2 separate regions of the Macaca mulatta genome follow, and region 1 is linked to region 2. The links are chromatin contacts, called in public Hi-C maps. All regions are on one chromosome and are shown on one strand. The core of a region is the stretch at or near the end of the contact, and the rest is flanking DNA. Distances in the headings are between cores, read along the strand shown.

Region 1 (2,928 bases), core at 202-2,701, 200 kb after region 2:
AAGTTATCACAAACTTAAGACACAGATTATTTCACAGTTCTGTTGGTCAGAAGTCCAACACTGATCGCATGAGGATAAAATCAAGGTGTCATCAGAGCATTAGAGAGGCTTCGGGGGAATGTTTCCTTATCAGTTCCAGCTTCCGGAGGTCACCCACAACGCTGGAGGCTCCCTTCCTCTATATTCAAAGCCAACAATGTTGTATCTCTCTAATCATTCTTCATAGTTATTGGTCATTCTTGACTCTCTTTTGCAGTTTTGGAGGCCCTTATGATTACAATTGGCCCACTGGAATAATCCAGGATAATGTGTTTTTTTTTTTGAGATGGAGTCTCGCCCTGTTGCCCAGGCTGGAGTGCAGTGGAGCTCATTGCAACCTCTGCCTCCCTGGTTAAAGCGATTCCAGGATAATCTATTTCAACACCAGGTAATTAACAACCTTAATTCCCATTTGCTATGCAAGCTAACACAATCACAGCTTCTGGTGTTTAGGCTGTGGACATCTTTGAGGGGCTATTATTCTGCCTACCATGGGTAATAAGGAGGAGCTAATACTAAGAGGAAAAGAGGCCCAAAGAGGAAAGGGTGTGAATGCACTGATAAGGGCAATGGGGAGCCAGTGCACGTTTCTGAGGCTTGCAAATTCTTATTTTTTTGAAGTAAGCTTTGGTTGCAGCTGAGAAAACTGAACAGGCATAGTTGGGGAGCAACATCAGGAGGCCACCATTACAGTTGAGATGAGAGGGTATAAGCTAGAGGTGGCAGAGCTAAATCGTTTTCTTTGGTCCAAAGCTGTCTATATGCCCTTTTCTAAGTGTTTTCCAACAGAATTCATGAGATCATTCCACAGGATCTCAGCAAGTGCAGTTTCTGATAATTTGGTCGAATTTGTTCAGTAGCTGCTGCAACGGAGGGCTTAAATCTTTCATCTACACTTAACAAGGGGAGACCGGAATAGTGGCAAAACCGTAGTTAGCAAGGCTGAGGCTCGCAGAGACCTAGGCATCGAATTTTTTAATGGTCCAAACCGCAGGGAAAGCGCGCACTCCCTGTTCTTAAGTTTTTCCCTAAACAGGGAGATAACACTAAAAAGCTGTCCCGCGTGAAGGCTGAAAGTCCTGTTTTCTCCCTAGCTTCAGTGAACAAAGCCTGACTGCTCGCCCGCGTCCAACAAAGACAACGCTCTTCCGGTCTTCGTGACCCACCCGGTGAGCAGCCCAAACCCGCCACCGTCCTCCCTCAGCTCCCACCAATCGGGTCGCAGGGCCTCGAGCCCCGCACTGCTGAGTCCGTTGACACTGCGTCCGGGGCCAGACGACGACATCAGCGCGGGGTCCCCACAACGCCATGGGGCAGAGCCAACTCTCGAGCGCGTGACCGAAGCCTGCAGTTTTTAGCTTCCGTCACTTCCGGGTGCGACAGTCTCTTCTGTCCGGCCAGACACTGGAGTCGTTAGGTGCCTCCTTGCTTCTGACGGGCCACACGTTTGCCCCTTCTCTCTGTTCCCAGCTGGAGGGACATGAGTGTCCCTGGGCCGTCGTCTCCGGACGGGGCCCTGACACGGCCACCCTACTGCCTGGAGGCCGGGGAGCCGACCCCTGGTACGTACTGTCGGGTAGGAAGCGCGGCCCGGGCTGGGTGTGAGGGGCCGGGACCGGAATGGGTAGGACTCCGGAGAAACCGTGAGGGAGTAGGCGGCTTTTGGCAGCTACGGCCGCCGGGCTCTGCCCCTAGTGCAGAAATGGGGAACCGCGCTGGCCCCTCTACCCAGCGCAATGGGCAGAACTGAAGTCCCGAGGGCAAGCTTTGTATTGGGCTGCAATTGGAGGCGGATGATGGTGAAGCCATTCTGAGTTTCTGACTCCGATACGTCATTAGTTATTTTTCATACGGCAGTGGTGGGGGATGGATTTACCAGAAAGATGATCAGCTTATAATTCAGAGAGGTGACGTATCCTATAATATTGACCACTCATGAAATGCGTGGTCTGCTTGGTGATAATTGCTTCATCCCTATTCCTGCAGCAGTCTTCTCGACCGAGTTCCAGGAGGGATTTAAGCTCTAATGCCCTAAGGCATCCATTGAATGGAATGAATTAACTTGCTGTGCACCCAAAATGGTACTATTTATGTACCATCCTTGGGAGAAGTGAGAAAATGGTCACTCAGAGCATTTTCTGTGTTCTCTGATTCAGATGAGGCCCTAGATGAGAAAGGCTGCAGGGCTTTGTATATGCTTTTTGTTTTACCTCCTGTTTCAGAAATATAGGGGTTACCCCCAAATAGTGCTCTCAGCACTTTCCTGTTCATGCTTTTCCTCAAAGATCTCTTCACACTTTCATAAGTCGCTTCTATAAATGTGACTTCCTTGTATGTATTTGAAACTTGGGCCTCTGTTTACTCTAGTGTGCTTCTCCATCTGCTAGCTGGATACTTTGACGTGGCTGTTTTGCACTAATCTCACAGTAAGGCATGTACATAAATGAAAACGTGTCTCATCCTGTTAATGGTGGTAGGTTACTCTGACTTGAAACTTTGAAAATGCTCTGGACTTTTTCCTTTCTCTCCTTCCACCTCTAAGGGATTCTCCTATACAATTCCATCTCCTTGTAATTTCACCCTTAAAACAGCCGTTGAAAGGCTAGTTCACCTCCAGTCTTACTCTTTCAACGCATCTGTCCCACTGCTATCACATCACTGTCCCAAGATAAAGCTTCAGTCATGTCATTCCTGTACTCAGAAACCTTAAATAGCTCCTCACTACTTATTAACAAAGCTCCAAACCGTTAACTTGGCAGTTAGAGGCCCTTACTGACCTTCCACATGGTCTTAAATAAGCTCGCTATTGCTATGCTGCATATGCTCCATGCGTCTCCAGAAGAAGCCTGTATTGTATTCCAGCCTTTCCTCATGCTGCCTTCTTTACCC
Region 2 (3,127 bases), core at 399-2,898:
AAACAGGAAGTAATGGGTGACTTACCCATTTCAAGACCTTCTCCTGCTATTTTCTGATCCCTAAGTTGTTCCAGAATCGATTTAAGCAGAAAAGTACAGCAGAGACCAGATAAGTTACTGTGGAGTCAAGAAGTCTGTCATGTCTGCCATGAAGTTTGGATAGAATGAGTCAGGAATTGGCATTGGTCTTTTTTTTTTTTTTTTTTTTTTGAGACGGAGTCTCGCTCTGTCGCCCAGGCTGGAGTGCAGTGGCTGGATCTCAGCTCACTGCAAGCTCCGCCTCCCGGGTTCGGGCCATTCTCCTGTCTCAGCCTCCTGAGTAGCTGGGACTACAGGCGCCCGCCACCTCGCCCGGCTAGTTTTTTGTATTTTTTAGTAGAGACGGGGTTTCACCGTGTTAGCCAGGATGGTCTCGTCTCCTGACCTAGTAATCCGCCCAAAGTGCTGGGATTACAGGCTTGAGCCACCGCGCCCGGCGGCATTGGTCTTAAGATCCCAGATCTGAAAGTACTTCCCATTGATAAGATATTACTACACAGTCTGTAATTGATTATTTGCATAGATAGAAAAAACAAACAAACTTCCCCAGCAACTTAAGAACTCTAAAATATCAGTTTTGTCAACTCACAAATTTGGGTTGCGGTGAAAGTGGGAAAAATAGAGATAGGAAGATGTAAGTCAAATAAAAACAAGGTGTATCTTCTTGTCTTTGAATATCCATAGTTCTTTTTTATAAGGCAATTAAGAAGGATAGAAAATGTATTCCAGCTGATAAAAAGGAATTCCCTGTGCGAAAGGGAGAGGAAAGGCAGAAAGCAGGTGGAAAAAAAAAAAATAGCAGGCAGTTGTCTTAATAATGTAGATAGGTATCGCCTCTAATACAGGACTCAACACTGTTGTGCCCCAATTAGAGAGCAAGCATTGATCGCATGAACTTAAGTAGAGATAACTTGTTGCCAAATAATATTCAAAAGAATATCAGAAATCAGAATAAATATACTATTAGTGTGTTTCAAATCCATCAAGTAACCTAGTTTTTCTTCCTTCCTCTCTACAAGGGATTTTAAGTGCCACAGTGTGCTTCCCTCCCACTATGCTGGTGCTTTTCCATAGGAAGGGTTGTGCCTGGACCTCCCAGATTGGAACGCCGATTATCGAAGGCCCCAAGGCTGTATTCTCAGTTACGCCAAGTCACCTCAGATATTTGCACCAGAGCACCCAAAATTCGGTGCCCATGAGGATAGGTGGAGTTTGTTCACAAAATAGCAAAGTCTCTAGGTTGCTATTCCAACAGCGGCAGTACTGATGCTCCAGTTCGAAGGCCAGGAAAACAGAATGTAACGCCGGTGACTTCCAAAATATAAGTAACCACCAAAGTACATGCTTAATGACCTAGTGAAGTTAGCTTACGCCGCCTCCTAGACACCTGTAATGAAGACCATCTCAACAAAGCTCTAGGGTGGGTAACTCGATTTCACGAAAGCGGACACCAACGCTCTACCCAGGGACAAATGCGTCGTCTAATGTTCCCATTGGCCCTTTCGGCCTTCACTCAGCGGCTGGCAACGCAGTCTTCCCTAGCGCATGCGCGCCATCTGCTTCCGGCCTGCGAGCTCGGTGTTCCACTCTTTGTGGGCCGGGTGGATTTCCTGCTCTGCTTTTCTTATGCCTGGTTGATCTGTGTGCAATGGCTCCGGACTCGGATCCCTTCCCGGAAGGGCCTCTCTTAAAGCTGCTACCCTTAGACGCTAGAGACCGGGGCACCCAGCGCTGCCGCCTGGGCCCGGCCGCCCTCCACGCCCTGGGCGCGCGCTTGGGCTCAGCAGTGAAGATCTCGCTACCCGACGGCGGCTCCTGCCTCTGCACTGTCTGGCCTCGGCGGGACGGAGCGAACGGCTTTGTGCAGCTGGACCCGCTGTGCGCCAGCCCCGGGGCGGCGGTCGGGGCGCCGAGATCCCGGAGGAGTCTCAGCCTGAGCCACCTCCTCCTAGTGCCCTGTCCGCCCCTGCGGCGCGTCTCCGTGTGGCCGGTGTTGCGAGAGCTGGCGGGCGCGCCTGGTGCCCCGAATACAGCCGCGGTGCTGGAGGCGGCGCAGGAGCTGCTGAGAAACCGACCGGTCTCCCTGGGCCACGTGGTGGTCGCTCCGCCGGGCGCTCCTGGCCCGGTGGCTGCCTTGCACATCGTCGGCGGAACGCCCAGTCCCGATCCCGCTGGGCTGGTCACCCCTCACACTGGCGTCGGCCTTGGCGGGGAACCTCCGTCCGAAGCCCAGCCGCAGCCCGAGGTGCCCCTGGGAGGTCTTTCGGAGGCGGCCGACTCGCTGCGGGAGCTCCTCCACTTCCCGCTCCGCTACCCGCGCGCCCTGGCCTCGCTGGGCTTAGCGGTGCCCCGCGGGGTGCTCCTGGCGGGGCCCCCCGGAGTGGGCAAGACCCAGCTGGTGCGGGCCGTGGCGCGCGAGGCGGGCGCGGAGCTGCTGGCAGTCAGCGCCCCCGCGCTGCAGGGTTCCCGGCCTGGGGAGACCGAGGAGAACGTGCGGCGGGTCTTCCAGCGCGCCCGGGAGCTGGCCAGCCGCGGGCCCAGCCTCCTCTTCCTGGACGAGGTGGACGCTTTGTGTCCCCGGCGGGGCGGTCGAGCACCCGAGAGCCGCGTAGTGGCCCAGGTGTTGACGCTGCTGGACGGCGCAAGTGGGGACCGCGAGGTCGTGGTTGTGGGAGCCACCAACCGGCCGGACGCTCTAGATCCAGCGCTGCGTAGACCCGGGAGATTTGACCGAGAGGTGAATGGGCTTGGCGGGTTCGCCCACTGTGGGTGGAACCTCGGCCTTTTCTGGCACTAGTTGGCTGCCCCGGAGGCGTTTGTCTCTTAGGTTTGAGCATCGGTGAGGTTGGAGTGGGGCGCTTTGCAATGCAAAGAACACATTCTCTGCCCATCTATGATCTGTGAGTCAGGACCCGTGTTTCCCCAGAGTCAGATTGTCAGGACCTGTATTTCCCCAGAGTCTTAATTGTTTTGGGAAGCGGGGTGGCCATTACGGATTAATTTTGTGCAGGTCCTATAATCAGTAATGTTAATTCTTAAGAGAATTTTGGTCACCTACAAGCATGTTAAACTCATGTTTTGGAATGAG

The links. A called contact is a pair of places that touch in the nucleus more often than the background predicts.
Region 1: a contact with region 2 is called in a Hi-C map of fetal cortical plate, with 2.5 times the contacts expected there. The contact joins the promoter of BLOC1S6 here to the promoter of AFG2B in region 2. A contact is called at or near these places in 3 of 14 Hi-C or Micro-C datasets (CD4 T cells, fetal cortex germinal zone and fetal cortical plate).

What each region holds. Positions count from the first base shown.
Region 1 is chr7:22,911,818-22,914,745 of T2T-MMU8v2.0, forward strand. BLOC1S6 (biogenesis of lysosomal organelles complex 1 subunit 6) reads left to right here and starts at 1,452. Exons shown (of 7, transcript XR_013395561.1): 1 at 1,452-1,601. It overlaps LOC144329861 (a long non-coding RNA gene), which reads left to right and starts at 289. Exons shown (of 2, transcript XR_013395562.1): 1 at 289-427; 2 at 1,134-1,341.
Region 2 is chr7:22,714,734-22,717,860 of T2T-MMU8v2.0, forward strand. AFG2B (AAA ATPase AFG2B) reads left to right here and starts at 1,649. Exons shown (of 8, transcript XR_013395541.1): 1 at 1,649-2,776. It overlaps LOC144329856 (a long non-coding RNA gene), which reads right to left and starts at 1,554. Exons shown (of 4, transcript XR_013395552.1): 1 at 1,393-1,554.